Linked DNA regions of Gossypium raimondii: region 1 is linked to region 2. A link is a contact called in public Hi-C data. All regions are on one chromosome and are shown on one strand. The core of a region is the stretch at or near the end of the contact, and the rest is flanking DNA. Distances in the headings are between cores, read along the strand shown. Region 1 holds the start of LOC105764203. Region 2 holds the start of LOC105764192 (photosystem II repair protein PSB27-H1, chloroplastic).

Region 1 (3,763 bases), core at 860-3,359, 150 kb after region 2:
CATAGCATTAGCTGCAACCATACAAGACTGATCAGTGATATTAAAGAATGAGTTGTAGAATACTTTGCAAGGCAACGTGCATTTCAATGTTGAAATAGGTTGACATGGTCTTAAGCATGGCATCTTACACACTTTTGAGTAATTTTACTCTTAGTTTCTCTACACTGCAGCTGTTGAGACTTGGCATAGAGGAAAGGAGAAAAGAAGCATAATATACCTATAAAGAACCAATGCTAATAATAAAGAAAGCTAGAAAAACAGGGCAAATTTCTAGGTTAGCAAATTTGAATTAGCAATAGGTTATGTTGTGTTCTACCTCGTAAGACTTTTGTTTTTAGCTCTCCTAGTATTTTGAAATGCCAATGACATGTCAGTCTAAAGCTAACTCTACTCATTATCATGGAACCTCATGTGATATATGAAGAGCTCAAGACAACTCATGAAGTGTCAGAAGATTAGATAATTCTAACTAGTTAAGCTGTACAAATGTTTCCCTCCATTTGGCTACATATTAAGCTACATAATGATGATGGTTTCAGAAAGCATTGTATGTCAATGTAAAGTAGGAATTGAACAAATATACACTTGCATACCAAACATGCTAGGCAATTAAGACTGTCCTAATTTGGAGTGCCGAAACATTGGAATGCTGAAAGAATTTATTAGGAAAATCTACTCACTAAAACATTGAGCTAACTGTGATAGTAGGTGAGTGGAATTGTGTGGCCATTCCAACTCTTCACCGCCCTTCTTTCGTCTCCAGTAAACTTCATCCTCATCAACCTACATTTCAATTTTCGACGAACTAGTCAATACCGATTAGTTGCATAGAAATAAAAGTGGCATTGTCCTGACTGAGAATGATAGGCTGCAAATTCATTAACTCGTTTCATAAGGTTGACGGTTCAATAGGAATCTAAACGTTGAATTGTAGATTCCCATGCATATAATTAAGCTCTTAACTATTCATCATATAATGCAATGCATTCATTCTGACATAAAACAGAAGAAGAGACATAACTACTAAATGCAGAAATGGAAGAAATTTTTTTAAATATAAATAGCAGGAACTCAATGAATATAGATACTCCTAAAGTCATAGCCTTGTTGATTGCAAGCAACGAAGCTTTATATATATATTTGAAAAAAAGGTTACTGCAAATTCATGAGATTTGCCAAGAGGCAAGCCCAAATTAAGCTTGATAACAAGAACAGCTTAAGCTAATAGTTATATTTAATTAATAGACTTGTAATAGCACCAGTGATCAAAATCAGAGACAGAAAAAAAGGGGTATGGAGGGCTAGGGGGAGGATTACTCTGTGAAGAGAAGAGCAAGAAGGAAAGCATTGTCGACGCTTCCTTAATCTCATGAGAGAACCAAAAATAAAATATTAGATCCTTACATTCCTTTTAACCTAACGCAAATGGGGAAAAAATCCAAAAAGGATTGGGAAAATGGGTAACAAATGATTGCAGTAAACTCATGCGCCTCCATCCCTTTCAACCCTTCTCATCATTCCATCTCTCTGAAAGAGAGAGCGGGTCAAGGAATATAATGATGACACAAACACAAAGATACCCAGAAAATGAAAAAGAAGAGTACATTTTGGGGTTGAGATAAAAAGAAACATTAAGAAATAAGAGCGCAATCAATGGTCACTTTTTGCATGTAAGAAAGTTTAATGGCATCCCAAAAGAACAAAGTGAAGATAAAAGTTTTAAATTGTAATGCAAAAGAAAGAAAGGAAAGGAAGAAAAGTCATAAAAGGGAATAGCATATTGTCTCTTGTGAGGAAAACATTGACATGCAATGCATGACAAATTAAAACACAGGTACAAGGAATAAAGAAAGAGTAAAAACATTTTACCTGGAAAGGGTTTGTCTACCAGCTAATGCTAATGCATGTGCTGTGAAGAAAATTGGGCCCGATTGCCAGGTGGGCAAAAGTGTGGGGCAAGAAGTGATAGAGAAAGGAGGAAGAAGAGAAAGAGAAAGAGAAGATGAAGATGAAGATGAAGATGAAGAAAGGCAACATGTTTGGGAGAAGGAATTTGGATACATCATAGATGCAGTGTTATTGTTGTTTATTGTCTCTCTCTCTCTCTGCCACGAAGTTCCCGGATCACTTGCCTTCATCGTAGCACTCGGGAGGGATGGGGTGTTACATATTTTTATACTTTGGCTACCTACCTAACTTTATAACATAACTCTATTTCCACTTTAAAATTTTTTATCTTCACTTTCTATTTGGGAAAAAAACACTTCAAAAATAATAGTGACAATACAAAAATATCAACCTCATTTTTTTAACCACTTAATTATGAAAAATTATATTTTAGTCCTTGGTATTATCGACTTATAACTTTTTGGTTACTCATTCGTTCGTTAGTGGCCGTTTAAATTTTATCGGGTAAATGATGTGTCATATTAATTTAACGGTTAATATCTAATTTGATCATTCAATTTGGTACTTGTATAACATTTTAACAATAATTCGAGAAAGGTTTTATTTTAATTCTAAAAATATAAAAATATCTTAAAATTTTCTGAAAGTTCATTATTTATTTATTGAAATTATAAAATATTTTTAAAATTTTAATTATATAAAAAATTTAAAATTTTCATGCAAATTCTAAAATATATAATTTTTAGAACCTTTGAAAGCTTTCTTAACTTTGATTTCATCCAACAATGCTGTTTTCACGGCATCAACACAAAGGTCTCCTCCACTTTGTCATGTTCCAAGTCCAATGGCAAGGATTTTAGCTCCAATGTTCAATGCATAGGAATTCTTTAACATCCCAGATTTTCCTTGATTTTCTCATCTACCAAACCAAAAAAAAAAAAACCCAAACTTTTTAACTATATATTCACTTCTATCTTGATATTTGAACTACCAAAAACTCTAAACCTACAGAAAATGCAAATTAAAGCAAAACCCAATAATGAAATTTAAAAAACAAAACAACTCAAATCAGAAAGAAAAAGAAAACTGTCTTTTATAAAATAAAATAAAACCTTAGTTTAAATGAGAAAGAACCCAGCTTGTGTTTATCCATTACTATGAAAGAACACAACAATGGATCATTCATCAAAAACAACACCCTACACAAACCTTAAAAATTCAGACCACAACAACCAAAAACTAAGGACTTGTTTTTTCAATATCGTGTTTTGTTTATTATATAATTTTTAGAATTTTTAGAATTTTTATGAATTTTTAATTAAATTTTACATAATTACAATTAAAAACATTTTTTTACAATTTCAAAATTAAATTGAATTTTTAGACATTTTAAGATTCTTTTTATGTTTTTAGATTTTTTTAATAATTTTTCCGAATCTATATTATTATATATTTTAAGCCTTTAATTAAGTTGGTATTACGAGTCAATCGACACCAACATGATTAGAGAAATGACAAAATTTATAGTGAGATTTGAACTCACGCCAATATGTAAAACTATAAATTTACGACTCAACCAAAATTTATTTTAAATTATTTATACATTTTAATATGATTATGTACACTTTAATACATTTATCAATTGTATATTTATACTCTTGACTGAATTTGTGTCACGAGTCAATTAGACACCAACTTAGTTAGGAAAATTACAAAAATATGCTTTTATATTTAAAATAGATTATATTATTTGATAGTATTTTAGTCTTTTATTTTAAAAATTTACTTATAAGGATTTGAACCCATACCGATGCATAAAACTTTAAATTATCACTTACCAAAGCTTTATTTTAAA
Region 2 (3,752 bases), core at 744-3,243:
AGGGAAATGTTTACATTTATAATTGAGCTCTCTCAAATCCGACGGTACAATCTAAACTACATTGGCAGTCAAGATTAAAGCTTATTTACAAGATGGGAGTCCTAAATGATTTAAACACTATATAATCTTATCCTTTAGAATTTACAATATTCACCATGATAACTCTAGTTTTACTGAACTGTTTCACTGGGCCACCAATGTTTCAAGTAAATGGACTTCTCTATGTGTTCCACAAATCGGACTAGTCCATGTGAGTTAAATGAGCTTCATTTAATTAATTGACTTCCATGTAATGGTTTGTATGCATTCGTCTTGAGCTTTGATCCGTGACCCGTGACACTTACATTTATCCTACTGTAAAACTAAAGTTGTTTTACACATTTTCCTATAATTTTGTATGATTAATATTTTAATAATCTAACTGTCAAATTTTATATTCTATTCATATAGATTATACATGTCAAATTTGACATATATTAAAAATTTTCTAACTATTTTTTATATAAAACTTTTAATCGATAAATAAATGTTGGAAACTTATTTGTGGCTTGGAAACCAGACTTTGATAATGGAAAATGGGAGACTTCAAAGTTCAGAAAGCTAGTCTCAAGGAATTAATGCCGGTTTTAAAATCATGGAAAAGGGCCATGGCCCATGGGTTATTCTGTACCACTGCCAAGTCTAACAGTTCATCATCGTCATAACAATGATATGATGATGATGGAGGATTTATTTAAAGCCCACTTAAACTTTGAAATGATTTTAGAGAATAAAATTAGGTTTCCAAACCATGTAGAAAAATGCGGAGTTAGAACGGTTATTCAAGCGGTTAACTAAATTAACCGAAATTTTTGTTCAAATAAATTTGAAGCATGAAAAAAATACCGTTGCAATGTTATTTTTCTTTGCTGTTAATTCAAAAAAGAAAACAAAAACAATACTAATTTAAAATCATCATAACAAACATTGTATTGAAAACAAGAAAATTTGAAACTTGAGCGATGAAATGAAAAAAAAAATGGAAGAAGTCCAGAAGAATAGAAGATGGTTTAGTGTTAAGCGGTGCCCACCCGAACTTTGTTTTGAGTTTGACAATGGGAGGACAAAATATTAGGGCTACTTTCTTTAATTTTTTAATTTAAAAATATGATTTTAAGCCCAATATAATAATTTGTATTCTTTAATTTGGGCTTACATAAAATATTGGATTTATCTAATATATTGGGCCTAAAATATTTTATTTTTAATAATTTTGGTTGATCGGTTAATTATCCGGTTTTAAATCGAATTAACCATTAATTAAAATTTTAAAAAGTCCTTAACCGATATCCGATTGAGTTAGATTCGTTGGTTGATTAATTGAAATAATTTAGTTCGATCAATTAATTTGGTTAAAACCCAATTATGAACACCTATATCATTTGGGTTATAAACAAGGTTGCGATTTCGTTCGATAATAAACTAGAATAATAAAATTTAGGTGTAAGTAAATTTCATTTTGTAATTTTGCTCCTACTGACCATTACAAAATTTTATTTATTTTTGAATAGTTGAATGCTGGATTATTATATACTTAGGGTTGGTTTAGTATTGTTAAACACTTTTGAGAGAAAAAATACTTTTGAAATAAAAACATCGCTGAATAAGATGTTTTCAAGTTTTTCAAAAATATTTTGGGACCATAAAAAGAAGGAAAAAATAAAAAATTTAAAAAGTAATGCTAAACTAAACCTTAATTGAAAATGAAAGCATTGTTTAATGTATGAAATATTTTACTTGTTTATTTTGAATTTGTTTAAAAATAAGTTATATCTATGAAATTCATTAAAAAGATATTGATATTAATATATAGCAGCACTCTGTGTACATCGATATTGACTATGTTGAATATAAATCAAGTCTAAGACTTGGGCACATTGATGAAATTAAGCCTCAAATGTATTGCCACTTGGAGGTTCTTAGAAATATATCTAAGATATCATTGGGTCCATTCGCATCCAAAATTGGATAAGGTGATAAGCCCCCACGTAGCACAAACCCAAAGCTCTCCTGTTTTCATTTCTCAAGCTACCAACACAAGTTCCCTTGCCAACCAAAAACCATGGCCTCCCCAACACTTATAACCCCAACTTCCAAGCTCAAACCCCTTCTTCCCATCAAAGCCAGAGCCACGCAAAGACCGCCATCACCGCCACCGCACCAGCAACCCTTACGGCGTCAATTCTTGTGTCTTGCTGCTGCTGCTGCCGCCACCACCACAGCAAGTCTTGCTCTTGGAGGGGTTCAGTCAGCATTTGCTGCCTCGGATGAGGAGTACGTGAAGGAGACTGCAGAAGTGATCAACAAAGTGAGAAGCACCATCAATATGGACAAGAATGATCCCAACATTGCTTCTGCTGTAGCTGAGCTTAGAGAGGCATCCAATTCTTGGGTGGCTAAGTACAGAAGAGAGAAAGCTTTGCTGGGTAGAGCTTCTTTCCGTGATATGTACTCCGCATTGAATGCTATTTCCGGCCATTATATTAGCTTTGGACCAACTGCTCCAATCCCTGCAAAGCGAAAGGCTAGGATTCTTGAAGAAATGGACACTGCCGAGAAAGCTTTATCGCGAGGAAGATAGAATCACTATTACTCTCACCAAATGAAGCCGGATTTTTGTTTTCTTAAACATGGAGATTTTTAACTTATTTAATTTATGGAGTTCGAGATTGTAAATTGAGTTTCGTGAATTAGGACAAGGTATCTTTTTTCCATATCATGGTTATAAATTACGTACAATATATATTTATATATGTTGCTAGGAATTGTATATCGACAGTCTTCCATATTGTCAGTTTATGGATATCCATCAATTTTAACATTTGAAGAATTGTATCTGACATGTATATTCCAGGTAATTAGGGCAAATTTCCTCTGCCGTCAACATGTAACAATAGAGATACGAAAACAAATTAAAAATTTCTGGCAAACCTGAATTTAAAGGCATTGCTATAATCATATTTTTAGAAAACAATAAAACATTAAACAGGTAATTTCAACCCCAAAAAAAACATTAAACAGGCAGGGCACAAGAGCATAAGCTTGTAGGGATTTAAGAAGTGGTTTTATAGGTCCCCAATGATCCTTCCTCAATCAATAAAGCATAATCCAGAATCCAAAATCTCATTTTTGTGTTCATCCATAAGAATGGATCTTAGCATGCACAAGCAATTAGGCCCATTTTAGGGCTTAGGCTGGTTTGTCAACCATTTTCTGGGCTGAGTTCTAGTGTCACGGGCCCCGGATCATAGCCTATAACAATTGTGCAAAGAGCATCCCATGAAGGTCAATCGATTAAATGAGGTTTATTCGACTCATTTGAACTAGCTTGATTTGTGGAACATGTAGAGAAACCCGTCTACTTGAAACCTTAGTGACCCAGTGAAACACTTATGAAAAATTAGGGCTACCTTGGTAAATATAGAAACTAATTTTAGAAGATCTGTAATCTGATAAGATTCGATTTTGTAATCTTAAAGGATTGAGTCAATCTTTTAAGACTCTCAATTGTAGATAATAGGCTTTAATCTCAACCGTTGATGTAACTCAATTTGTACCGTCAGCTTTAGGGGAGCTCAACTGTAAATAGAGGTCTTCTCCCTCATTTGTAATCATCCATTGTATCCAATTCTTTGTATTTTATTTGAGTAATAAGAATACTTTTAGAGCATTTACTCAAACACTTGGCGTGCTATTGCTTTCTTGTGGCATTT

What was found. Hi-C and Micro-C count contacts between places; a contact is called where the count stands out from the background.
Region 1: a Hi-C map of leaf shows a contact between it and region 2, with 2.9 times the contacts expected there. The contact joins the promoter of LOC105764203 here to the promoter of LOC105764192 in region 2. A contact is called at or near these places in 2 of 2 Hi-C or Micro-C datasets (both in leaf).

The regions. Positions count from the first base shown.
Region 1 is chr12:41,683,716-41,687,478 of ASM2569854v1, forward strand. It overlaps LOC105764203, which reads right to left and starts at 2,110. Exons shown (of 10, transcript XM_012582709.2): 1 at 1,870-2,110; 2 at 681-783; 3 at 1-11. The coding sequence starts at 3.
Region 2 is chr12:41,532,553-41,536,304 of ASM2569854v1, forward strand. It overlaps LOC105764192 (photosystem II repair protein PSB27-H1, chloroplastic), which reads left to right and starts at 1,994. Exons shown (of 1, transcript XM_012582703.2): 1 at 1,994-2,860. The coding sequence starts at 2,102. The coding sequence ends at 2,620.